3 separate regions of the Mus musculus genome follow, and all the other regions are linked to region 3. A link is a contact called in public Hi-C and HiCAR-type data. All regions are on one chromosome and are shown on one strand. Each heading gives the region's core, a stretch centred on a gene start, on an enhancer-like site or on the middle of the called end of the contact. The rest is flanking DNA. Distances are from core to core; before and after follow the strand shown.

Evidence for each region. A called contact is a pair of places that touch in the nucleus more often than the background predicts. HiCAR-type assays count read pairs that join an accessible place to other places.
Region 1: a Hi-C map of B cells shows a contact between it and region 3, with 6 read pairs. The contact joins the promoter of A730081D07Rik here to the promoter of Riok1 in region 3. A contact is called at or near these places in 3 of 39 promoter capture datasets (cranial neural crest, embryonic stem cells and hippocampal neurons), 2 of 484 Hi-C or Micro-C datasets (B cells and CD8 T cells) and 2 of 115 datasets of contacts at active chromatin or transcription factors (astrocytes and extraembryonic endoderm stem cells).
Region 2: a HiCAR-type map of astrocytes shows a contact between it and region 3, with 5 times the contacts expected there. The contact joins the promoter of Gcnt2 here to the promoter of Riok1 in region 3. A contact is called at or near these places in 1 of 39 promoter capture datasets (embryonic stem cells) and 1 of 115 datasets of contacts at active chromatin or transcription factors (astrocytes).

What each region holds. Positions count from the first base shown.
Region 1 is chr13:40,999,733-41,003,940 of GRCm38.p6, reverse strand. It overlaps A730081D07Rik (RIKEN cDNA A730081D07 gene), which reads left to right and starts at 2,795. Exons shown (of 5, transcript NR_155347.1): 1 at 2,795-2,875. It overlaps Pak1ip1 (PAK1 interacting protein 1), which reads right to left and starts at 2,931. Exons shown (of 10, transcript NM_026550.3): 1 at 2,528-2,931. The coding sequence starts at 2,611.
Region 2 is chr13:40,884,675-40,889,186 of GRCm38.p6, reverse strand. It overlaps Gcnt2 (glucosaminyl (N-acetyl) transferase 2, I-branching enzyme), which reads right to left and starts at 2,429. Exons shown (of 3, transcript NM_008105.3): 1 at 902-2,429. The coding sequence starts at 1,820.
Region 3 is chr13:38,035,459-38,040,133 of GRCm38.p6, reverse strand. It overlaps Riok1 (RIO kinase 1), which reads right to left and starts at 3,145. Exons shown (of 17, transcript NM_024242.3): 1 at 2,603-3,145; 2 at 1-61. The coding sequence starts at 2,673. Cage1 (cancer antigen 1) reads left to right here and starts at 3,197. Exons shown (of 13, transcript NM_027724.2): 1 at 3,197-3,315.

The sequences.
Region 1 (4,208 bases), core at 1,546-4,045, 3.0 Mb before region 3:
GGCTGCTCTTCCAAAGGTCCTGAGTTCAAATCCCAGCAACCACATGGTGGCTCACAACCATCCGCAACGAGCTCTGACACCCTCTTCTAGTGTGTGTGACTACAGCTACAGTGCACTTACATATAATAGATAAATAAATCTTAAAAAGAAAAAAAAGAACTATAAGAGCAGATAGTCCATTCATTAGTCAGGAGCAACAGGCCTCCTTTCAGTCAAGACACAATGGTAGTTATGGTCATACTTTTAAGTTTCTTTCGCTCTAGCCCTCGCCTCTTCTCACCTTCTCTCTTCTCTCTCCCCCCTTCACCCCCATCCCCCCGCCTCGCCCTGTGAGACAGGGTCTCACTTTGTAGCTATGACTGTCCTCCCAAGTGCTGGGATTAAATACATATGCAGCACAGCTGGCCTAAATTTTAAACTGAATCCTCCTGCCTCAGCCTCCTGATTACAGATATGAGCCACCTGATTCAAACACGTTACAGCTTATGTCAAAGCACTGTTCAGATTACATATTTATGTAATGTATGTGATACTGGTTATGCTGGCTACTGGCTGGGTTTAGAAGCAGCACCTGGAACTGTTAACAGCATAAGCCTGGGGACCATCTTGACATGTCGGACTCACAAACCATGACGCCTGGAGTGTCTCTTGCCCTATGAACCTCCCAAATGTTCATCTATAAAATGAGAATGGTTGTATCAGTCTCAGGGCTGCTGTATATCTGGAATGAGTATACTAAAGAAACCCCAACCATGCACTGAAGAGATGGCTCAGAGGCTACGAGGACTAATTGCTCTTCCAGAGGTCCTAAATTCAATTCCCAGCAACCACATGGTGGCTCGCAACCATCTGTAAAGGGATCCAATGCCCTCTTCTGGTCTCTTCTGGTGTGTCTGTAAACATCTACAGTGTACTTATGTATATGGAAGGGAAGGAAGGAGGGAAGGAGGGAGGGAGGGAAGGAGGGAGGGAGGGAGGGAGGGAGGGAGGGAGGGAGGGAGGGAGGGAGAAACCAAGAAAGAAAGAAAGAGAGAGAGAGAGAGAGAGAGAGAGAAAGAAAGAAAGAGGGAGGGAGGGAGAAACCCAACCACAACAGGCACTAAGGAATTTTCGACAAAACAGATCAGTAAGTGATAAGTAGAACTGTTCAAGAAATAATCATTCTTTTTTGTTTTTCAAGACAGAATTTCTCTGTGTAAACCAGGCTGTCCTGGAACTCAGAGATCCGCCTACCTCTGCCTCCTGAGTGCTGGGATTACGGGTGGGGCCACTGCCCTGATAGATGACACTTCTAATCCCCTTTACTGTCTGACTACTATGTTGGCAATTACCTGTATCTTCTTGCCATACCAGACAAAAATAAATTTCATACTGTGCTACACTTAACCTCCATGTGTTTCTCTCTTCGCTTGTTCACCATCCCTTCAACCAAGAAGGCCACAACAGCAGGGCTCACACCTCTGGCACCTTTCGCCCTACCCACAGTAGGTGGACGATAAACAGTGAATCTGCATCACTTTCTTCATCCCAGGCCAGCTGTAGTAGTTCTTTTGTGTATAATGTATTTTTATTTTATGTAGATTGGTGTTTTGACTGTATGTATGCCTGTAGGAGGATATTAGATCCCTTCGAACAGGAGTTAACAAACAGTTGTGAGCTGCCGTGTAGGTGCTGGGAACTGAACCAGGACCCTCTGGAAGAACAGCCAGTGCTCTTAACCGCTAAGCCATGTCTCCAGTCCAGCCAGCGCTCTTAACCGCTGAGTCATGTCTCCAGTCCTATAGTAGTTTGTTAATCAGGACAGAAACTCAGTGAAAGGTGAAGTTATTTTTACATTAGAACTTTAAGAACTACAATCATTGTCAGCTTAAATGCACACCTTATTTTTTCATGCCTTAGGAATGCTTTAAGGTTTTTCTTAACCTTTTAAATTATCAGATAATAACTGTATATATTTATGGAGCACAATGGGATATTTGAATGCATACATAGATCAGATATGAAAAAGGCAACCCCTTTTGAGCTGGTTCAAAATACGCTGTAGTAGCTAGTTTAAAATACACAATTAATGCTGTCAACTATAGTTACCTTTCAAGGAAAAAAAAAGCAATCAGTCATTCCTCCCATCAAACTTCATTTCTGCAAGCATTAGCCCTCCTCTCTCCGTCACCTCCCTACGTTGGCCCCAACCACTTCTGGCAGCCATTCATCCACTCCCGACAGAGATGAACATTCCTCGTTACCTACTGTAGACATTTTATCTACTATAGCAAGTAAATATTATTTCAATTCTGAGAAGCCTCTACTCTGTAAAGAGCAGGATCTTTCCACACAAGCTCTGAGCTCACTCTCCTCCTGCCTCAACCTCTCGAGAGCTGGGATTAGCTGCATAAACCTGTCCGTTTTCCAACAAAGTCCGCCATCCAAGACCCATAGAGAACCAGCGATAAATAACAACCTCCACGGTCCTGCCCCGGAAGGACCAGCCCGCCTGTCCCCCGCAGCCCCGGGGCTCGCGCTGCCTCACCTCCTGATGGCCACTCTTCGCGGGCCCGCGCTGTACCGTGAACCCAAACAGGACCTGCTCGTAGCTGCCGGCGACCAGCTCCATTCCGCAGCACTCGTGCCGGGCAAGAGACGCCGGCGTGGAGACCCGATGGCTGCGGAGGCTGGCCCTTCCCTTCCTCAGCCGGCGCGCGAGTTATACGTCACCGCCCGGGGGCACCTTTTAGGCGCCTGCAAATGGCAATAACGGAGGACGCGCTCCGTCCTCCGTTACGTGGGACGTCACGTGACCCTTCTGCGACGAGCTTAAGGAAGGAAGCCGCGGGAGGAGGCTCTCAGAGCAGAGAGAAAGAAAAGTTGTGTCAAGCAGGCAAGTCCTGGGAAGCCGTGGGCTCCGCCGGCCTTGGGAAATGGGAGGGAACTTCTCCCCGGAAGCCCCAACTTCCGGCGCGCCTAAGGAAGGGGCGGGCCCACTTCCGGCTCCGGTGGCCAGCGGTTGTCTAGACAACCCTTGTAGTTCCTGGAGGGTTGCTGTGATTTGGGGATCCGGAATGCATTTCCTCCATTTATGATTTTCTTTTCTTGTTTTGTTTTGTTTTGTTTTGAAGACAGGCTTTCACTGTGTAGCCCTGACAGTCCTGGAACTCACTCTGTAGACCAGGCTGGCCTCGAACTCAGAGCTCCGCCTGCCTCTGCCTCCCGGGTGCTGGGATTAACTATGATTTTCTTATTTGCAGCCAGTCTCACTTCGTCGCCCAGCCTGGCGCCTCCTTGCACCCGTTTTCCTCCTGCAGCTTCCCCATGGCTCGGATCACAAGCAAAGGGTTTTGTTTTCGTGCCGAGAGAGAGCAGATTAGGGTCGGCCCGGGGACGGTCAGGGCTCGCGGGACCCGGAGTTGGCAGTGTCCCCTCGCTGGATTGCGAGCCCGGGCCTGCCAGTCCGTGTCCCGCCTGCAGGCAAGCCGTCCATCTCCTCAGCTTTTCTTGCCTACTGGCTTCTTGTATCTAATCAGACTGGCCATGTGCTGACCTATGGTACAGGAAAAAAGATTTGTCTTGAGGGAGGAGGACAGTGGCTACATCTCTACCCGAGTTAAGGGACAAAGTGCAGGGCTGGAGAGATAGCTAGGCGGTTGAGAGCACTGTCTGCTCTTCCAGAGGTCCTGAGTTCATTTCCCAGCAACCACATGGTGGCTCACAAACATCTGTGATGGGGTCTAGTGCCCTCTTCTGGTGTGTCTGAAGGAAGCAATGGTGGTGTACTCCTATGCATAAAGATAAATAAATAAATCTTTAAGGGGGGGAGGTGCAGAGGTTAATGAAAGCAATAATATCCTTTTTTCCTTTCTCTTTAGGCGGGGTCAGGGATGAGTGCATATGTCAAAGCGGGTGGGTTGGTGCTTATGTCAGATCTTCACACAGGCCTGTGAATTAATGGAGTTCTTAAGTGCTTAGACATTGTTTCCAAACACTTGTTCTCTAAGGCTGCAAATTGTCGACACAGCCTCTTTTGCTTGAGTATAGGGGGAAGTAATTAATTTGACTTTGGGTGTTTTGATGATTTTTCAATTGTGTAAAGGCTCTTCCAGTTTGGGCTATTCCACTTGCAACCCTTGTGTTACTTAATTTATCTCCAGGTATTGCTAAGTTGTCCTGAGCATGTTAATCATTTTCACCAGAGAACCACTAAAGTTGGAACATGT
Region 2 (4,512 bases), core at 1,180-3,679, 2.8 Mb before region 3:
TGGTCTATGGCTGGGGGGAGGGCAGTGGAGAAAAGTTAAAGTGGCCCTCCTATTAGTGGGCAAAAGCTCTTGGGCTAAGAGGAAATCTGACGAATTAGTGAAGAAGAAAAACTTCTAGAACGAGCTAAACACAGGCCTAAGAAATGACTGTGACAGGCATAAGCTGCGGTGGTGCACGGGGAGGCACTGTTTGGCAATGGTCCTACAAAGGGCAGCTTGTGCACTCAGGAAATCCAGGATGAGGACTCTACACTGCAGTTTGCATCTCTAATCTCTATTTTAAAAGAGGCAGATTTTTCAAAAGTCCTTCAAACACAGCCACCCGTCAGCATCCCTGGGAGATGAGTGCCAGGTTCCCTTTGGGTGATGAAAACCTGCAGCTGAGTGAGTCCTTTGCATCAAATGGTGCAGCGTTTTCACATAATCTATACACACCCTTCTGTACATTGGCATGTTCTCTGCCTGACTTGTAACACCTAACTCAGTGTAACTGCTATGGGATAATTGTTAAACTGCATTGTTTAAAAAAAAAAAAAAATTGGGCTGGTGAGATGGCTCAGTGGGTAAGAGCACCCGACTGTTCTTCCAAAGGTCCGGAGTTCAAATCCCAGCAACCACATGGTGGCTCACAACCATCTGTAACGAGATCTGACGCCCTCTTCTGGTGTGTCTGAAGACAGCTGCAGTGTACTTACATATAATAAATAAATAAATCTTTAAAAAAATTTTTTTAAAAAATCACAAGGAAGTTTACACACATTCAATACAGACACATTGTTTGTTTTTTCCCCAAATATTTTCCATCCAAGATGGGTTGAACCCTGAAATGTGTCACCTGTGGACCTGTGGATAAAGAGGTCTGTGGGCCTCTCCTTTGCATGAACCATGAACTCTCACATACCTGGAATCCTATTGAGCGTCACCCAGAAATGCTCATCGGGACTGAAAGTATCTTTGGACCAATGGAGCAAATCAACCGCCCGTGGGTCACGGAGAACAAAGTTAGCAAACTCTCTCGACAGGGCGACATAGGCAGAGCCAAAATAAATGGTGAGGTTGTGGGGAGGTGGGGGCTTCAGAGCCGTGGTTCTGATCACGTAGGAAAGCTCTTTGCTTAGGTGTTCCCGGTGGACGTACCTGGTCCTTCCAATGGCGTGGGCTGGAGGCAGCACCCCGGGAGTGAGGTTCTTCCCCTTAAGCCCTTTCAGGTACTGAACTATCTCCTTGTTGGTTTTCAGGGGGAAGTCTTGTCCACAGGTGTTGATGGCGTACTTCCAGGGGACCTCGGAGGTGGACAGGTCTTTGATGCAGTTCAGGTCAGCCTGGAGCCGGGAGATTCCACCATAGACCACCGGCTCCATCTTAGAAGCCAGAAAGGCATTGGGGAAGCAGCTCACTAACTGTTCCACGGCACCTTTGAATTCAGCTGTTGCCTTTTCATCCACGTGAACACAGTAGATATTTTGAGGCATGAAGATTGCCCTGAAGAGCCTTGCAAAGGTGTCAAAATTGTGATGGATGACCATGACATACGCCAAAGGAAAATCGACCTCTTCCTGAGATAAAGGGGCAGTGATATAGTGGCTTTGGGTCACATATTCTGTGCAAGAAGGCTTCTCGTGAATCATTAGTTTGTTTCTCCACAGGAACCGGCTTTTCCCGTCGATGAAAGATGAGCACACTTGAGCCAGCATCACCGAGTCTGAGATGTTCAGCTTCTGGTAGCTTTGATCTCCTCCAAAACTTAACACGTAGAGCACAATAAAAACGATGACAGTAGTCACAGACACTATGAAGAAGTAACGCACGGACGGAGGCATGCCTCAAAGAGGGTCTCCGATGTCAGAGTCCGTCAAGCTTGGCCAATCCCTTCTCGGACTTACTTTTTCCTGGGAGCTCTCGCTGTGGTACATGCTCCAGTCAGTGTGAATTGCGGCTGTTTTGTCTCCCGGAGCCCAGCAGCGAGCTCTCTCCTGGAGCAGATATTAGAATCTGATCCCGCCTCTCTCAAACCTCCTTTGTCTAAATCCTAGCAGCAGGTTGCCGAAGCCCAGCCTTTTCCTCCTCCTCTGGCCTCCCAGTTTGCATCTGCTGACTTTTACTCTCCCTGCTACCTCTTTTTCAATTGAGTTTCTCACCTCCCCTTTCGTTCCTTTCCTTCGGGGGTTTCTGCTAGCTCTTTCCTCTTGTTACAATCGGCACGGCAAACCCCAAAGTGGATGGGATGAGCCGGGCTAGGCGTGTGAAGGGTTTCCTGCCTTCCTCCACTGCCTCTCTCTTCTGCTGTGTTACCTACTCTCCCCAGTGTGCCAGGCTAACAACCCAGGGGATCTAAAAGAGCCTCGGTTCTGTTAGTGGCTGTTTCGGGAGACTCTACTCGAATGACACAATCTGAAATAAAAGCACACCTCCTCCATCCCAGCTCCATTGTAATGTTTTCTGGCCCCACCCCACCAGTTTCCAAAACATGAGCTCCCAGGAGGAGGAGTTCCGGTCCTAAGGGATCTGACCGGGCAGAGGTGGGGGGGATGGGGGGGGAGTGACTTTGACTTAAACCCCCCTCTCCTCGTACTCTGGCCTCTGCCCTGGTGTTACAGAATGTACAGGTAGTGAACTGTACGGTCTAATTTGGATGAGACCTGAAGACTTCACAGAAAAGAGTTGAATCCTGGCCGCGAAGGACGTTCAGATCTACATCTCAACCAAGAACCTTAAGGGTTTAAGCACCCAGAGACCACTCGGGAGCTCTCCTATACTCTTGACTTTATAGTCGAAACAAAACAAAACAAAACAGGGTCTCAGGCAATCCATTCTGACCTGGAACTATCCTCCAGCCCCTACCTCCCAAGAGCTGGGTTTTCAGGATCTACACACTCACAACCCAGCTTTCCACCACCTACATTTAGATGCAGTTTTAAGCAGTGTCCTTTGGACTGGGGGCTGCCTTTCCATTTTCCTTTGCTAGTTGTCTGCATTTCTCAAGTGAGAGTCTGTACCTTGTGGGTTGACTTGCAATGGGAAATGAGTTTGCATTCCAGCCTGTGAAGAAAGAGTGCCCTTCGGTGCCCAGTCTTCCTTCTGCAGTCTAGACTAGCACAGCATGCAGAGTCCTTCCAAGTAGGAACTTGAGATTCCAAGCGCCCAGACTCCAGCCCAATGGCATGCCATGTCCTGAGCTACAGTTTCATTCGTCCAGATTTTATTTACATGTTTTGTTTTTCCTGTTTATATATTATTTTTCTTTCCTCTTACTAATCCTCTTCCTGCACCTGCATCAAACAAATATTCTGAGAAACCCTCCCCTGGGCCTTTAGGTCAGTTGTGAAAGAAAATGCAGCCATTTTGTAAAGTGGTTCACTCTCCTTCAAGTTATCTTCTTTGGTGTAGGGCAAAGGACAGTTCTATCTCTGTCTTCATCTTTTTTTTTTTCAAAAATAACACTGTTAAATATTAGGTTATTACATCTGCTGTGTCTTAACAACAGAGGGTAATTTTGTCATCAGTAATTTCATTTTGGCAATGCCCTCGGCTTAGAATGAATACTGAAATAGTTGCAGCCTGACAAAGCATTCGGTACACAGATACATAACTTAATTATGGTAACTGAATCTGTTTACATTACCCTTTCCAACTGGCCAATAGCACGGAGGTTCAGATTTGTGCAGACTCGGGAGGGGAGGTGGAGAAACACTAATGACATTACTTTATTACGATATACAGATACTGCCCAAAATAAGAATTTTCAGAATGCTTCTGAATTCAATCCAGAACTGCCAATGATGCTGTTCACAGGTTCAAAAATGTAGCTATTGTTTCTCTTTTGCCTGCCCTTGGACCAATTTCCCCAACTCCCAGTTCCAAGATTACAAATCCCTCTAGGAGAATGTTTTGCAAAACCAGCTATCATATTTGAAGATGCCTGTTACCTGGTACTTCTGGTCAGGCTGCAGTCCAGCCTGCTTATCCAGAATGGAGACTGTGAGCTCTTTGCTCCTGAAACAGGACGTCGCAGCCTTCCCTACTTGCCTTTTCCTTCAGTCAAGGACAAAGTTGATACTTGCAGCCTTAGCAACCATGCCCCAGGTCCTCACTTTGGAAGCAATTACTCCTGACCTAGCCAATTAATCAGGCTAGACAAGTCTATCTTTCCCTGGGGCCATCTTAAAGACATTCTCTCTGCTGCACACAGAACCCTTTATGTGGTGAACGCTGTTCAAGACTTCTTTCGGAGGACTGAATATATAGCTCAGTGGTAAAGTACTTGTTTAGTGGTAAAGTACTTGTTTAGTACCCGAGGCCCTGGGTTCAACACACACACATGGAGAGAGAGAAAGAGAGAGAGAGAGAGTTATTAAGCTATTAAGTTATATAGAACACAGCTCCAAGATGTAGATGTACTGTTTACGATTGTTTATTTGAAACAACACTAGACTTGGAACCTAACACGGTCATGCTATCTCAGCACTTTGGAGACTAAGGCAGGGAGGATATCAAGTTCAAGGCCAGCCTGGG
Region 3 (4,675 bases), core at 1,896-4,395:
GAGGCTTTTAAGTAGAACGCCGCCATCTTCTGCATGGATTGGCTGCAGTTCTTTGTTTTCACTAGGAACAAGAATGTTCTGGCATGTTTATCCATCCTCCAAAGGGAAAAACACACACATACACACCTTACGTTCCCCAATCTGCTCCGTCTTCTTAACATCAAGTTCTCTGTCTCCTCATCTGCAGCAATGCTTTATTCTCCACGTCCGTGTACCGTCAGTGGGTGTTGGCTTTGCTTTTGCCTTAAGTCAAGTTAGAATTTACACTATCATCTTGGGTAAATGAACTGACTCTGACTAGTGCACAAGACCAGACTCTAGTCAAATCATTCATACACCTACTTTCAGGGGTGTGTGTATCAAAATTTGCCTTTCCTTAACTCTCTGTAATACCAGGAGCCGTAGCAAGACACTCCTAAGACACAAATAACTCCAAATCACCTTTATTTATAAAAGGAAGCAGTGATGGAGAGGCCCAAGACTACACAGTGAAGTGGGCCAAGTATAGGACAACAAGGGGGGACTATCAAGAGAAGTGGTCTAGAGAGACAAAAGTACAGCCAAAGGGAGGAGAGGTTCACAAAAGATGCAGACCCTGTTGTTACTGATCTTCCTAGTTTTTCAAGAAGCTAAAACACTCAATATTTATGTAATTTTTTTCACATAATTGCCAGGTTCAATTTTTTTTAAAACATTGTACATTCCAAACAAAACATATTTACCACCAAATTCAATAAAATTCAATTCAGTGTTGCTAGCTTTGACCTTTCCTGCCTCTGTGTCCCAGGTGCTAAGATTAAAGATGTGTGTACCTCACCTGACCATAAAAAGAGCCATTTTTTTTTCTTCTAGTTCTGAGGACCCAGAGCCTTTCCCTCTCTAGGTAATCACTCTGCCACAGACCTAATCCCCAGCACCTCAGGCCGCCCCGCCTCTCCCACCCCCTTCCCCTTTGTTGTTTAGTCTTGTTTGAGACAGAGCTCCCTGTTGGGTCTGGCTGCCCTGAAGACACTATGAAGCTAGAGCTGACCTTGAAATCATCAATATCAGATGCTTCTGCTTCTAGAGTGCTGGGATTAAAGACGCTGTACCACCACACCTGGCCCCCAATGGGTCTTAAATAAGTTCAGTCGTCAACTCCAATTTATTAATTGGCTACAGCCCACAGGGCTTTAAATGCCCACGGGCATGAGTAGGAAGGAGACTATCATTTGATAGCTGCAGTTTACTAGGGCTTCATAAGTATCATACATAAATTACTCTTCACTTACAAATCTAATAATCTAGACAGGTATGTTAAAGGCACAACTATGTGAATGCTCTCAACTAGTCAATCCTCTGCTGTGAGGTTGTCTTATGCGGAACTACCTACCAGATACCACTAGTGTCTCAGCCCAGGTGTGACATATAAAAATGTCTCTGGATTGGTGCAATGGCAAAATCAGATCCAGCAGAGGACCATGGGTGCAGTCTCACAATATCCTGCGTGTATGGGGCCTGTGGGCAAAGTAAGCTTGTCCCTTCTTCCCACTTAAACGCTTCCGTAAGGATTTCTCTGAGATGATGTGCCCATTCCTCAGTGGAAGGCTGGAAATCTCCAACATCTCCGGCTAAGCCCTACTTACCCTCTATTTACCATATGTTATTGATCACTCATTTTTTTCCTTTGTACTATTCACCAATTTTAATTCAAATAATTTACCTCGTGTGAATATCTATCTCCCCTAGCAGAGGCCAACCCCTGTGGCAATCAAAACGGTAGTCACCAATATTTCCCTACCACTCGATCTGACACACAGAGTGGTCAATATATATACTTATCACAACCGCTCACAATTGATGAATAAAATCTTCCTGACTATAAGGTACGCAAAACTCTTTGTTGTTTCAAAATGGCTATGTGTAAATTCTCTTTTCTTTTGAACGGGAAGTTTTCCGTCACTGCTTGCTTTTGGACCTCACATCCAATTTCACCACAAAACCTCAACACTGCTACCTCGAAGTCGTTCTACGACAGCAGCTCTAGGAGCCATCCGGTTTGAAGCTGGTTATTTATTTATTTACTGATTCTCTGCTCCACTCCTCTCTACGAACATCTTCTACATGACTCACCAGTTCCTTTAATTCATAAATCAAATGACGGATGCTCTGTCGCTGCAAAAGCCCTCCTCTGGCCTGTAAGACCTGAACAGGATCTTAACTCCTCACAGTCACTTGGAAGGCTCGACCTGGCTGGCCTCCCTTTTTTGCCTCAATTCTCTCCGCTACGCTGTAGGTGCTAGCCTCTTGGTTTGCCCTCCTTTCCAAAAAGACAGTAGTGACTTGATTTGTCTTGTTCATCATACTCGCAGAGGTAAAACTTTTGCTCACTGTGTATGGAAGCCTGTATGAAGAAAAGAAAGGAAAAAAAAAAGGCCCACCTTCCTCAGTGGTCCCCAACTCTTGCTTCTCTGCTAAACGTCCCGGGACCCACTGACAGGTAGGTAGCTTTCACAAGCTGCTCACCCCGAGAAAAATCCAAAGCCGTCAGCTGTCAGCTCCCCGAGCCCAATGTGGAGCTGGCGGAATCGGAGGAGTCCCTGTGTCACCACCGGCCGCCTACCTGTCTGAGGAATCCGCGTCGTCAAATTGCCCGGGGACCACCGAAGCCATCCTGTCCAGACTGCAGTCCATGGCTAGGGGTGTGAGCCTTCGGCGCCCCTGAGGCCGCGATCGGAAGAGCCTGCTTCCCACCTAGAGGATCCAAACGCGTCTCCGCGATTCCCGCCCCTCAAATCCCTCGGCAACCGCCAGGCCCAAGAAGGCAACGACCAGGCGCCACCGGGGTGTCAGGATACAGGGTTTCGGCAAACGCGGCCACCAACAGGCCGGAAGTGCAACGCCGGAAGTATGCCACCAGCAGGGCCTCTCCAAACCCTAGTGCCCTCAGGGAGCATGCGCGTGACGGTGGCCGGGAAAGACCAATCCGCGATGTGAAGTGGGCGTGGTGCGTTGTTTGTAGCGTGGGATGTGTAGCTCTTGTTGCTCCCCAGCCTTTCGTTCTTGCTCCACCATGGCGTTTACGGTCATAGGAAGTCAGCCTGTTTTTTTTTTCCTCCGGCTGCTCCTGAAGACTTGCGTCCTCTGACCTTCTTCCTCTGGACCCAGGTGCGGTCCGGAGGACGTCACACTGGGGCGTTCGAGCGCCCTGCGACGCACCAGTTGGTGCCCTCGGTGGGGACGGTTGGAAGGTGTTCTCCCTCCCGCGGAGCCGGTGTGCCGGGAGGAAACCCGGAATCCTTAGCCTGAGTCACAGAAGCTCGATGGATCATGGAAGTGAGCACACTTTTGCTCTCTAGAAACGTTGGTGCGTTGTTTTGAGATGCAATGATACAAGTGGTTGGTTTTTGTTGTTTTTTTTTTTTTAAGTTGGGAAGTTCAAGGTTTTTTTTTGCGTTTGGCAGGAACTCTTGTGACACCTCTTTCTGCCTTTATTAAATGTTAAAATGTTAAGTATTATCTAGCGCGCGCTTGTGTATGCGTGCTCCGTGAGTGAAGTTCAGAGAATAACTTGAGGGCTTACTCCTTCCACCTTGGGCTCCGGGAACCGAACTCTGGTCGTCCGCGCTTTTTCCTGTTCAGCCATCTCACAAGCCCTCATTATCTTCAAACGGTTTTAACTCAAGCCGAGCGGTGGTGGCACACGCCTTTAATCCCATCCCTTGGGAGGCAGAGGCAGGCGGATCTCTTGAGTTTGAGGCCAACCTGTTGACAGGAGGGGCTACACAGAGAGACCCTGTTTCCTCGAAGAAGAAGAAAAAGAAAAGAAAAAAAAAAACAAACAAACAAACAATGGATTTAGGTAGAATGGCTAACCAAGCCTGGGTGGTGGTGGCTTGGTTCAGCACCTGGTTGGGCCAGTCACAACTACTATAATTCCGGTTCCAGAGGATCCTACACACACATGGCACGGGTATACTAAACAGGCACATACATTTTTTAAAGTGTAGTTGCAAGTCACAGGCCCATGGAAAAGAAACATTTTGCGTTTGGAAAGTGATTTAAGGCACTAACACATCCCTGTCATCGAACAGGTAGTGTTTATTTGCAGGACGGGAAAGGTGAGCCCAAGGTTGAGTCCTCCAGCAGCCCTGCCTAGCTTCCTTAGCCTACTTGGTTTTTTACAGTTTACCAAATGATGACATCGATTTGAAAACGTCTTCAGTAAATAAGTAATCTAACAAAGTCATCCAGGCAGACAGGTACTAAGGATAGACTGAGACAATCTGATAATATGCCACTAGAATGGGGGGTATTTTCAGCCTGTGTTTTAACTGTGTAGACCAGAGTTTCTTAACTAAAGATCATGGCCCCATAATGGGGTGGGGAGAGTCATGATAAATTCTCCACACCCAAAACTTGATTCATAATTTAAACGGTGGGGTGAATCTGACAAATTTCGGGCAATATTCACCCATGATAACTTCACACAGCTTTCACTGTTCTCACCACTATACCAACTCACAGCAGCAAACTGCCTGAAATACCTCTGTTCAGATTTGAAACTTATATGTTCCTGTTAGGGTCCAAGAATAGCTGAAGGAAGACCCCAGACTCAAATAGGATGCACAGGCAAGAAGAGTGTTTACTGAAGAAATTACCAGCATTCAGGGGCCAACCATTTATCAAAACGGCA